4 separate regions of the Mus musculus genome follow, and regions 1, 2 and 3 are each linked to region 4. A link is a contact called in public promoter capture Hi-C data. All regions are on one chromosome and are shown on one strand. The core of a region is the stretch at or near the end of the contact, and the rest is flanking DNA. Distances in the headings are between cores, read along the strand shown.

Region 1 (3,287 bases), core at 367-2,866, 3.8 Mb after region 4:
ACTTACTCCCATCTCTTGACTTTTTTTTTTTCCCAAGACTTATTTATTATTACATATAAGTACACTGTAGGAGGGCATCAGATTTCATTACAGATGGGTGGCTAGTGGTTACTGGGATTTGAACTCAGGACCTTCAGAAGAGCAGTCAGTGCTCTTAATCGCTGAGCCATCTCTCCAGCCCAACTTTAACTTCTTTAACTTTATAAGATGTCCTAACTTCTACTTCCTAGGAAAAGTGAAAAGTCAAAACTGAAAATCTGCCGTGATAGGATAATATAAGGTCGGTAACAAACCATGCCCAAGTGTATACATACAATAGATAAAGAAAGCACGTAAGTAGCCAGTCAACAGCACTATTATTAACTTCATTATTAACTTCAATGTACACAAAGATCACTTCATTCCTCAAATTCAGGCTGTCTGGTAAAGTAGACATACACTTCAGCAAAGTTCAGAGTAAAAATGAAAAATCCAAACAGTATATCTAAAGCTGTAAGATGAGCCCGTGAGAGTTTTTAAGAACAATAAAGGTGAATAGGACTCGAATTTACAATACAAAAAAAAAAAAAAACAAACAAACCACTGGCCCCTGGTCTACCACAACCACCAACTCTTTGGGGTTTTTTTCTAAGCCTGTCTGTCCCTGTGTAGATGAATAACTGTTAGCTCTGTTTTTCAGAGTTCACAGTTCTGTCCACTAACCCGATGGTTATCTCAGTGCTCTCAGTTCATCCTTCTTACCACAGGGTGGGGGAAGGGAGAGCTAAAAGTTGTTTTACTACTCCAATTCTAGTTTAGAAAATTCAATGTATTTTCTCCATCTAATCGCTCAAACGAGCTACCGGCCTTCACAATCATACCTAAGTTACTGACACATGGGAGAGCCGAACTAGGAAAAGCGGATCCACGACTTTCCATATGGGACAAACACTGAAACCGAGTTCCCGATCTGTTCGCCTAGTTTCGGTGAGAGGTTCTGGACTGCGAAGATAGCACGTGGGCCGACCGGACTGCTGCTGTCACTTCTCGTCTCCAGTTAGGTTCCAGGCCAGAGAGCCGACCCTCGGTGAAGGGCTGGGGCCCAGGCGGTCACCACCCTCCGCAGAGTCCGGCCGGACAAGCTGCCGCCTTGCTGCCCACATGGCCGTCCAGCCGAGGGAACCTCCGGGCCGAAGCTCACGCGGGACCCACGGCCCGCAGGCCCGGGCGGCGCCCCGGGGGCCCGATCTCCCCGCCCGCAGCCGGCGCCCACGGGCGTAGCCTGGCTCCCGGGCCCGAACCTACCTTCACGTCCTCGTCCTCGTCCTCGCCTTCCCAGCGGTCCCCGCCGGCCGTGCCGCCGCCCGCGACCTTCCGCACCGGGTCCTCCATAGAGAACGTGTCCGCGTCTACGGAAGAGAGCGAGTCGCGTTAGTACCCGCGTGGGAGCGGGGCCGCCACAGCCCGCATTTGGGCCGGAACTTCTGCTCACCCCAAGAGTCTGAGTCCCCCGCCGCCGCTGCCGCCGCCGCCGCCGCCGCCATCTCGAACCGGGGGTGAGCGTGTGCGATGGGAAGAGCTGCGAAGAGTTAGCGCGGCAGAGGTGAGTCACTGGGCTGGCTCTCGTTGGCCCGCGCAGGGCAGGCTGGGACAGTGGCTGACTGGGCGCCCGGCAGAGGCTCCGCCCCACGGGCGACGCGCGCGGCAGGGGCGGGGCGGGCGGGGTGGGGCGACGCTGGGCTGGGAGACGCGGACCAGCCTGGTCCCCCCAAGCCACACCCCTCACCCCCTCATCCCCCACCCCCCGCGAGAAGAGAAAGGAAGTGCGCACGCGTGAGTCGGGCGGTGCTCGGCTAGCGAGTGGGTCTTCTAGTGCTGGCTGATCGTGAGCCGGCAGCAGGCGAGCAGCGAGGAGGAAGTGGACAGGGCAGATATCCCGTGGCCTCCTAGCATTCGGGCACGGAGATGGAAGTATACTCCAAGTCTCCCTGGTTCTCCCTTCCGGTGATCACCCGAAGTCCTGCACGGTGATTGTTTTGGCGAAAACATTTCGGAGTTCCGTGGTCCGTCCCAGGCTTATTCTAGTTTGTCCTCAACACAGTAGCAAAATAGTTATGTAAACAGATTTCGACACAGTGCAGTGGCTGCAACAAAAAGAAGCATTATGAGGTTAGATGTTAAAAAGGTAGCATTAACGACGACGGAAGTTTCAGTTTTCTGCCCGCGGTAGGCACTGGTGAAGCTGGAGTTTGAGAAACCAAGTGACTTGTGCTCCGGTGCATTTCTGGTAGAGAGAAGGCTTGTGGTGCTCATCTGAGTGCATTCTAACAGGTAAACTGATAAAAAGAACCTAAAAGGAGCAAAATTCTCTCCCCCTTGGCACAGGGCTTCCCAGTAAGGACATTAAGAAGGAAGGAGCTAGTTTAGATATTGTCTGATTTTCCAATATATTCATTGTTTTTAAAGTTTTTTGTTTTGTTTTGCTTTGTTTTTAAGACAAGTTTCTCTCTGTAGCCTGGGCTGTCCTGGAACTCGCTCTGTGAACCAGGCTGGCTCCCAGGTGCTGGGATTAAAGGCATGAGCTTAGGTTTTAAGTCTTTAAAAAAAACAGACACACATCAGCCATTCTTAGTACTTTCCGTTTCTTGTGTATTTTTCGTCTACAAGTAAACATTTTATAAGGTGGTCTTTCAAGAAATGTTCTACCGCAATTTTTTTGTGTTTGTTTGTTTGTTTGTTTGTTTTCGAGACAGGATTTCTCTGTGTAGCCCTGGCTGTCCTGGAACTCACTCAGTAGACCAAGCTGGCCTCAAACTCAGAAATCAGCCTGCCTCTGCCTCCCGAGAGCTGGGATTAAAGGCGTGCGCCACCACGCTCAGCTGTTCGACAGCATTATTAAAATGAGAGATGACGCTCTATAAAAGAAAGCATCCGCCCAGCGTGGTGGCACACGTGGTGGCCAGCCTGGTCTACAGAGTGCCAGGACAGCCAGGGCTACACAGAGAAGTCCTGTCTCAAAAAACCAAAAAAAAAAAAAAAAAAAATCCATTTATGATTTTACAAAGTACCTAGTACATAAGTATAGGATAAAACCAAGAGCCTCTGCCTTCCTTGCATTACCACTGAGCTATGCGATTTCCAACTCGAATGAATTAATTCTGCAAGGATAACTCAAGCCCAAATTAAGCCAGTGACAATGGAGAGGAAGGAACCAGTCTGAAAACTATTTTAAGGTCAAAGGCAACAGAATGGCTAATTCTATTTATCAGCTTGACTAGACTGTGGTACCTATGTCCCCTAGCTTTTAG
Region 2 (3,188 bases), core at 347-2,846, 3.0 Mb after region 4:
GAAGCAATTAGTTTTAAACAGCCATTTCCCAAGCTTCCAGCTGTCTCCTAGATGCCTTCACAAGCAACCACCTCCATGTCATCCAGCAGACCTTTTATGTACCAGATTTAGGGATGTAAAGGCCAGTATCAGACAAGGTTGGGGGGGGGGGGCGTTTTACCTACCGCATCCCTCTGCATCAAGTTCAGTAGGGATGCTTTTCACCTGTGAGAAGGCATTAGGCTTGGGGGAGGAGTGCCGGGCTTTTCTCATTCTCTTCCTTAGGAAAAGCAGATGCCCAAAGAAGCTGGGGATAGAGGACATAGTGGTAGTTCAAGAAAGTGTTAAACCCAAGAAGCTAAGTTGCCTAACAAGTAATCAACACCCTTTCTGCTAACAGGGTATCTATCTAAATTGAGGTCCATTCATCTGAATGAAAGAAAAAAAAAATCTTCACCTTCCACTGATGTCTACTTGAAATTTAACATTCTCTTCAAGGACTGTGTAGGCAGCTGGCCACAGCAATATTAGCAGTATTTATGATGTTTTAGAAATGTGTTTACAGGTAGTGCCTATATCTTGAATTCTATATTCTGAGCTATTCAAAATTATAATAGTTATTTGCTTTTTAAATTTATATGGCATTCTTTTAAATACTTTAGTGGCTGTTTTCTTTCATCATAGCCTGCCTTAAATTTTATGTTTTTAAAAGTCTCTTGAGAGATAGATGGCTCAGTGGTTAAGAGCTCTTACGGAGGGCTTACTTCCAGAGGAATTGAGTTCAGTTCCCAGCACCCAGATGAAAGCTTATAACCCCAGTTCCAGGGCATTAGGCATACATGCAAACGAACTAACTATACACATGAAATAAAATAATAAAGTTTAAAGCAAAAAGGGAAATCTTCTAAGAAAGAGTCCTTAGTTTTCCCCCAAACTCAGAACTGTCAGAGGTAGCTGCAGGTTTTAAAAAAAAAAAAAAAGGATCAGAAAGCTGTGTTTACAGAGGAGAGGTTTACAGCCTGTGCAAACTCTCTGACTCAGCTTCAGTCTGTGAGCCCTAGAAGCTGGGGTGGCTCTCGGAGAAGTAAGTAAAAGTAAGGTGAAAAGTTTCACCAAAGAGCCTTTTCTCCCTTGTACTAATTGCCAATCAGCCTGGCCTGTGCTTCTCCGCTGACCACCTCCCACCCCCAGCGCCCTGGGTACCTCCCCAGATCAATGCCAGTCTCAACCCACCCGGCAGGCAGGGCAAGGTGCTGAGTGACAGACAACAAGTGGAACTAACGTTTCTGAAATTCCCACGCACCGAGACCACACGTCCAAGCTGTGTGGGTGGAGAGGGTGCCAGGGCCATCCTCTCTGCATCGCTGAGGCTGGGCCACTAAGGAGAAAGCATTGAAGTCCACCGAGTCCCAGACCAAAGGGGAGTCTGTCAGGGGTTGGAAAAGAAGAAGGGCGGCCGGGAGCGCGGAGACAGAACCGAGGTGGGCGACAGCGAGCGGCTATAGGAGGGTAACAGCGTCGTGGGGTGCGTCTTACCGGGCTGAGCGACACCGTGGGCCCCAGCGCTGGCGCAGCAGAAACTACTGTGGCGCTGGAGCGCTGGCCTCGCATAGCCCCGCCTGGCCGCCGGGGCGGGGAGGCAAAGGCCAGGGGCGGGGACAGCCACCACCCCCACACCCCCAACCTCCGGAGGAGGAAAGGCCGCCAGGGCGCTACCCAACAACAAACCCGGAGGGGAATGCGCACCTTGGAGCAGGCACGGACACCGGAGGCATGGGTGGTATGGGTGATCCTTGCTCCCCATGTCCTGCGACTGTCCCCACGCAGCCTAGACGCTTTTCTTACGCCTGGGGTGCAGACAAGGCCACCTCTACTCAGAACCGCGCGGCACCTTCCCCTGGAACCTGCTGGCTCCTAGGAGTTGTTCTTTTGGTGCCTGACAAGTCACTGTTCTGCCCCTTCTAAGGACTGACTGTTTGAAGGCACAAGCCAGAGACCGCGGCTTCATGTGTTAAAACAAATACAGTTCCTAAAAGTTGCTAAGGCCTCAACTTAAAAAAAAAAAAAAAAAAAAAAAACCTCAAAGAACACGCAAATGCCACCAACTTTTTTTTTAAGCATAACTAAGTTTCTTTCGCACTTGTTTGATTATATGCATTTTAATAGTTTTTGAGTCACTTCTTTCAAACTGTCTTCACTCTGAAGGATCTATAGAAAAATTGCTTGGTCGCAAACAGGGACTACGGGTTTGATGGTAAGCCTGGTGGCACTTGCTGGCACCTGCACCTGCAACACTGCCTCCCTAGTAATTTTCCGTGACTTTGTGCAGCAACAGGTAAGTCTGGTAAAGAACTTGGAAACAAAACCAAATGTGATCTGTATTTACTGATAAAGCTATTGCTGGAAACAGCGTATTAAGACTATGTAAAAATAATCCTTAATGTCTGCCATACTCTAAACTAAAACTGAATTTATTTTATCAATAAAATGTTTCACATACTTGAGAGTTGAGGCAAGGGGCGGGGCACCAGAAAAAAATGTTCAGGCCTCAGGACAGTTAATTGTTGTATAGTACTGAACATAACCCTGATTTCCACCCTCTAAGTGCCAACAATTGTAGCCCAAAGTTTTGACAAAAGCAAAACTCTACACACATATTTCCAAAGCAATTCGTACTATTCTTCATCTCTCCTTCCTCTCCATCCTCATTAAGAAGTCCTGGTTCCTGTGAATGAATCAAGGGCAGTCTGTTTGCAGGGTGTTTGGAGGTCTATGGCTGGAGAATCGAGTTGGAAGCCGTGTCCTGAATAGTTCCCACACGCTGGGGCATCTATGTATCGTTCTATTACCCCACTGAAGTCCCTTCTTTCCATCAGTGTCTTGCCCATCAGACATTAAGACTGAGAAGTTACTCCATTGGCATTCCCCTTTTTCTTTCTATAATATTTTATTTACTTATTTAGTGTGCATGTGTGCACGTGTACATGTGTGTCATGAGGCACAGGTGGAAGTTAGAGGTCAACTTCCCAAAGTCAATTCTGTCCTCCAACAGATGGATCCCAGACCATCGGGCTTAGAACCAGGCAGGCATCTTTACCTGCTGACCCATCTCGCCAGCCCAGTCATTCTTTCCTCAGATGGTTATTCTCCATCTTGTCCGCTGAATGTCAAGTGAGCCCTGTGGCTGCTACTGTCTGGACCTACACTTG
Region 3 (2,930 bases), core at 368-2,867, 3.2 Mb after region 4:
GCAGACTAGATAATCTAGGTCCTTGTTCTTTGGAAGCAGGGCCCTTTAATAGATGGTTCAAGGAAGAAATCCATTCAGGTCCTCCAAAGTCTTAAGAGAATCCTACCACAAATTTTAATTATTATTTAATTACTAATAATTGCTTAGAAATTAAAAAAAAATCACTTGAGTACCAAAGACGCTAAAAAAGCCAGCCCTGACAACGTAGAACAGGAAGCTGGTATCCTGACATTTGAATACATTTAAGGGCTTATGCCTGTTTTTATTCACCTTCCCTGCCTTCTCTTACTGTGACTAAGTTCTCATTCCAAAGGCTATTTCAGTTTAATATGCATGCATCAGGATTAGTTACTTCAACAAAGCAAATGACCATCCTGCTTCCCAGAACGATTTGAACCCAGGTTCTAGCTTGCATGTGACAAGTGATCTACAACTCCTGCCTGACCCAACATTCCAAAAAGGCGAGCTTTCAGGAACTTTACCTCTCTGTCAAACCTGCCCGGCCTGCGAAGCGCTGGGTCTAACTCGTCTGGCCGGTTGGTGGCTCCCACAACCACAAACTCCCTGTCCCTGTGGATGCCGTCCAGCAGCGTCAACACCTGGGCCACCACTCGGCTCTCGGGAGCTCGGTGCGGGCCGCCTCTCCGGGGACACAGGGCATCCACTTCGTCCAGGAAGAGGAGGCTGGGTCCGCGGCTGGCCAGCTCCTGGGCTCGTTGGAAGATGCGCCGCACGTTCTCCTCGGTCTCCCCGGGCCGGGAGCCCTGCAACGCCGGGGCGCTCACCGCCAGCAGCTCGGCGCCAGTCTCGCGCGCCACGGCCCGCACTAACTGGGTCTTGCCCACTCCCGGGGGGCCCGCCAGGAGCACCCCGCGGGGCACAGCCAGCCCCAGCGCGGCTAGGGCGAGCGGGTAGCGCAGCGGCAGGCGGAGCAGCTCCCGTAGGGAGTCGGCGGTCTCCGACAGACCCCCAAGGGTCACCTCCCCGGGAGGCTCGACCTGTGGCGGAGGCTTGTCACTGAGCGTGATGCGGGTATGCGGTGTGACCCACCCGCCGGGCTCTGGGTCCGGTGTCCCGCCCATCACGTGCAGAGCTGCGACAGGGCCGGGGACACCCGGCGGGGTGGTCACCACGTGTCCCCGAGACACAGGCCGGTTGCGCAGCAGCTCGTGCACTACCTCCAGCACCGCGGCGGAACTCGGGGCTCCCGCCTGGGGCCGCAGCACCGGCCACACCTCTAGGCGCCGCAGGGGCGGACAGGGCACGGGTTGCAAGCAGTCCATACCTATCCTCCCCGTGGCCACCCGGGCCCCGGGGCTAGCGCACTGCGGGTCCAGCTGCACAAAGCCATCCACCCTGTCGCGCCGCGGCCAGGCCGTGCAGAGGCAGCAGCCGCCGGCGGGCAACGAGATCCTCAGCGGCGAGCCCAGGCGCGCACCCAAGCTGCGGAAGGCGGCCGGCCCCAGGCGGCAGCGCTGGGTGTCCCGGTCCCGGGGATCCACCGGCAGCAGCTTCAAAAGTTGTCCGTCGGGGAAGGGCCCCGAGTCCGGAGCCATGACTCGGGGAACCACGCCGGGGAAAGCCCGGCAGCAATCCACCCGGCTGCCGGATGCAGGCGGCGCGCATGCGCCAAGAAGGAACAAGCCTCTGATTGACGGTCGAAAGGACTTCTGGGAAAGTGAGAAAAGCCTGGCTCTCCATAAACATCAGACGCCCGGTAGTCGGTCCAAGAGCCTCAATGAAAAGGTCTCCGCTGGCATCTGACAGACATACGGCTGCTCCATTAGGCCATAAGAGTTTTCATTTTGTGAAGTAAAAAGATTTCTTAAGGAAAAAAAGAAAACCCAAACTGCTGACAAGGTGTAACGTGCTTACAGATATAAACAAGGTGTAAATAAAATACCCGCCAAATTAATCATGATACTCGCATCTTATGAAAGATCTTTTATCCTCGTTCCAAAGACTTGGAGCGTCTAGAAATGGGAAAGAAGACATTAATAATAAGACATAATAACCATCTTCAATATGTAAAGGGATGTGTGTGAAAGCTAGCGTGCGTGTGGATAGCTGTGGTAAAGAACTGACCAGGAAACGGAAGTTTAATAGGGTGATCTTAAGAGGTTTTTCTCTGCATATTTTGACCATGGTCGCATGAAAGGTACAGCTGAGAGTCATAACTGATGCCCACTGAGGCAATTAGAGTGAACTTAACCTTTCAGATTTCAGCACTGATTTAAAACAGGGGTAGAGGCTAAGTTAGTGGGGATATGGTGTGGAGGACAGTACATGTTTTTTCGTGTTGCATAAAGAGGCTGATCCCGTTCAGGGCCAAACTATAAAGTTCTCTGACCTTGGCCAAGAAATATACAGCATCCCCACTAAAACAGCCACTCCCCTCCTTGTGTCACAAATATCAGGAAGGGATTGTGTTTCTGGGCCCTCAACTCATTCACACATTCTCAGTAAAACTATAGATTATCTTTCCCAGGCAGCCTTAACCCATCCTGCTCCTCTGAGTCAGACCATTTTCATTGTATTGTTTCAGTCATCCATACATCTGAATTCATCATACTTACAATCTTGCAGGAAACCATTCTAAGCTTGCTGTGATGGTTCATACCTATATCACAACATTTGGGAGACTAAATAAGGATTAGAACAATTTATAGTTCTACCTGGGCTACTTAGTGAGGTCTAGGCAAGCCTAAACTACAGAATGGAGAAAGGTATCGAAAGAAAGAAAGAAAGAAAGAAAGAAAGAGAGAGAGAGAGAGAGAGAGAGAGAGAGAGAGAGAGAGAGAAAGAAAGAAAGAAAGAAAGAAAGAAAGAAAGAAAGAAAGAAAGAAAGAAAGAAAGAAAGAAAGAAAGAAAGAAAGAAAGAAAGAAAGAAAGAAAGAAAAAGAAAACCTTGAAAAGAAAAACATAATAAC
Region 4 (3,182 bases), core at 466-2,965:
CTATGTCTCATTAACTGCTGAACTTCCTTCCAGTGATTAGCCTTGTACTTAGCACTGTGAATATATTAACATGTGTTGCTAAATGAAAGAAGTCATTTGTATCACATGTAAAATAGTTCTTTAAATTTCTTTGTTTTATCCATAGATTTATTATTCTCTTCTTTTTTTTATTATTTTCTTCTAATAGCCAACAGCATTCTCCCTTTTAGGATTACATTACATTAATATGGCACTGTGACACTTCTTGTTTCTACAGTTCTTACACTTTACCTAAATATTGGACTTAGAATATTCTCATCAAGAACAATTTCAGTCGCAAAAAATCATACAATATGGAACGATATTTAGAGACTCTGTATTTACATTTCCTCTTACAGATCCTTCAAAGAAGGGGAAAACCTCAAATACCGTACTGCATTAATGACTTTTTAACTCAGGCTGGGTGTCTTGCAGCTAAAGACCACCGGTAGGGGCACAGCTCATCTCATCTTGCTGTCAGAAAGGAGGGTGAGCCGCTGTGGCTTATGTAACTGCCCTGTATAAATAGCTTTGCTTTGTGGATCAGCCTTAAATTTCTTCTGCAGCCATTGAATCCTGAGCAAGGGTTTGTAATAGACTCTAAGGAATCTGACATTACACAGCTCACACATTTTCAACACAAATGCATGTGCAACTGAAATAAAAGTGTGCATACAGTGGAAAAACAAAACCAAATGCACGAAACTCTCATGTACAGGCATAAGTGTTTCTCCATCATGTGGTTTGCAGACCAGCCTTCATATGTCCTGTAGACAAAATGCATTCATTTAAGCTGGCAGAAATACAGCTTCCACACTAACATAGCCAGGATCTTTACAGACCACTCTCTCCTTACAGACTTGGATTAACTGAAAAGGCTTTATGAACATCTCCCAAAGCGTGATGACGAAGCAGATTTCTTAGATATCCTTTTCCCTTTTCCAGACATAGATCCCCTGGCCAGTGACCCTAACAGCAGCCAACTCTACTCTCTTTCTTCACTGAAGTATATATAATTCAGCTGACCGACGTTATCAAGCCAGAACTCTTGTGGAGAGCTTGTGTGTGTTGGAGGCTGTCTAACTCCCCAGAGGGAATCTACCAGTAGGGTTTAGTTTCAAGGCAAACTCTAGTCTTTAAGGAGCTGATGACCTGGAGATTAAAAGGAACAATTCTTAACCATATGGGGAAAGCAGAGGAGAAGATAATCTCTTCTTGGGTAGTTATGCAGGTTTTGGGTAAAAATAGGGTTCGAAATGGGCAAAATCAGCCTGGAGTTGAGGCTAGATGTGAGTCTGGAACCGGGACAATAACATTAATTAATCATTATTTGTGGAGATTTTTTAACAGGGCTTCTTACCTATGGCTGCTACTCTGTGTATGCAATTTATTTGTGCAATTTTCAAAGGGCAAGATTGTTCGTTCTTTTCATTCTTTTAGAGTACTGACAGGATCACAGGACTAGTGAGCAGCTACAAGCTCTTCCAATATCCTGAGTAGGTTTTGCCTTCTGAGCAGTCTCTGAGGTCCCGGCAAAGTGAACACATGCGTCCTGAGTTCCAGGCAGCCCAACCTGCCTAGGTGGGAGTGGGAGGAGTAACCCAACCAGGCAGTGCCCCTGGCCTTGGCTGCCCGCTAGCCACCCCCCTCCCCCCGCCCCCGTCGCTCCTCGGCCATCCCCGCCCCTGCGTATCTCCATTTCCTACTGCGCCTCCGCCCTTTCGGTCCCGCTCGGCTTCCGTCCCAGATGATCCCTCCCCGGGGCGGCCGCCGCCTCCCCCGCCTTGAGCTGGAGCCGCCTCCCCAGCCAGTGGCGTAGCCGAGTCGGCGTCCGGCCGGCTGTGCGGAGTGGACCGAGCCCGGCGGGACCGAGCGGGGGGCCATGGAGAAAGCGGCCCGCGGCGCTGCGCACACCGACTAGAGCCGGCGCCTGTCGCCGGCGCCATGGACCGAGCGCCGGCCGAGCAGGTACGCAAGCGCCCGGGCTGCTCTCGGGCCTCCGGGCCGGCAGGCCGCCGAAGCTGAAAGGCCGGGGGAGGTGGACCGGCGGAGCTCAGCGGCGACAGCGTTGCCCTTGCAGCAGTCTGGAGTGTATTTCTTTTATGAAGAGACTACCGTGGTTTACCCTTGTTTTCCTGTCTAGTTACTTTGCAAATAATTATTCTTTTAAAATGGAGCAAGAGTTCAAGTTGAGTCCATATTCGTATTCGCACAGTAGTTCCATTAGTGGTCTGTTAGTGTTTTGATTGCATCGAATTCTTTCTGGAAGAGTTGGGAGGAAGGGCTAATGGCAGGGTGAAAAATAACTTAGAAGAATAGTGTCATGCTTCCTCCTCCTCCCCAGTATTTTACAGCTTCCCTGGAAACGACTTAATTTGACTGAGTGTGATTTTTGTTCGCTGTCAATTTCCCTCTACCAGGACCTTGGTCAGTTAGTCACATAGTTGAAAGGAGAACACTGGTGACTTGCCTGTTAGTTTTGCGAATAGTTAATTAACTCGAGTAAATGAGATACCATCTCCCAAGTTTCTGTTTATACATAGTTAACGACAGTTTTGGTTTTGAATCGCACACTTTTCAAGCCAAAACACAGCTTTCTAATTTTGAACACTTCGCCGTTTCTGTTGTTGATTCTTGTCGTATTGTCCATTCTATCCTAGACCTCTTATGAAAGATTTCTCCTCTCTCAGCACTTTCCACAGGACCTTACCACACAGATTTAAAAAGGAAAGCAAATCTTCCAGAGATTAGAAGTTTATTTTTATTAAAGAACACCAATTACCAAGAGAAAATTGATGTGGGACCACTTGGAAAATACACACTTCACTGTGGCCCGGAGTATTATGTTACAGTATGTAGTGAATTTATTAAAACATTGTTTTTGAGAGTAATTCTGAAAAAGGAACCTGAGATTTCCAGCCTTGACGAAGGAAAAGGAAATTTCCTTGCGCGTGTGTCTCTAATGAAAGGGTGGGATGTTTTTGTCCGTCCTGGGCACTCTGGAAGCACTAATGCATATGTATACTCACTTATGTCTCCTTTCATCTTAGAGGAAATGTAATTACCTGGTTAGATGGTAACATTTAGCATGGCACTCCTCATGTGATTACCCTAAGAGCAAGTGTAGCAGATTATCTAGAGAGTATCCTCTTCTGTCATTCCAC

The links. Promoter capture Hi-C pulls out the DNA fragments that hold promoters and counts their contacts.
Region 1: a promoter capture Hi-C map of liver shows a contact between it and region 4, with 4 times the contacts expected there. The contact joins the promoter of Eif3j1 here to the promoter of Secisbp2l in region 4. A contact is called at or near these places in 2 of 39 promoter capture datasets (liver and pre-B cells).
Region 2: a contact with region 4 is called in a promoter capture Hi-C map of liver, with 3 times the contacts expected there. The contact joins the promoter of Sqor here to the promoter of Secisbp2l in region 4. A contact is called at or near these places in 2 of 39 promoter capture datasets (both in liver).
Region 3: a promoter capture Hi-C map of liver shows a contact between it and region 4, with 7 times the contacts expected there. The contact joins the promoter of Spata5l1 here to the promoter of Secisbp2l in region 4. A contact is called at or near these places in 2 of 39 promoter capture datasets (liver and pre-B cells) and 1 of 484 Hi-C or Micro-C datasets (B cells).

What each region holds. Positions count from the first base shown.
Region 1 is chr2:122,026,909-122,030,195 of GRCm38.p6, reverse strand. It overlaps Eif3j1 (eukaryotic translation initiation factor 3, subunit J1), which reads right to left and starts at 1,616. Exons shown (of 8, transcript NM_144545.4): 1 at 1,472-1,616; 2 at 1,285-1,388. The coding sequence starts at 1,523.
Region 2 is chr2:122,763,767-122,766,954 of GRCm38.p6, reverse strand. It overlaps Sqor (sulfide quinone oxidoreductase), which reads right to left and starts at 1,596. Exons shown (of 10, transcript NM_001162503.1): 1 at 1,516-1,596.
Region 3 is chr2:122,629,312-122,632,241 of GRCm38.p6, reverse strand. Spata5l1 (spermatogenesis associated 5-like 1) reads right to left here and starts at 1,617. Exons shown (of 3, transcript NM_001033256.4): 1 at 483-1,617. The coding sequence starts at 1,556.
Region 4 is chr2:125,781,403-125,784,584 of GRCm38.p6, reverse strand. It overlaps Secisbp2l (SECIS binding protein 2-like), which reads left to right and starts at 1,715. Exons shown (of 18, transcript NM_177608.3): 1 at 1,715-1,986. The coding sequence starts at 1,963.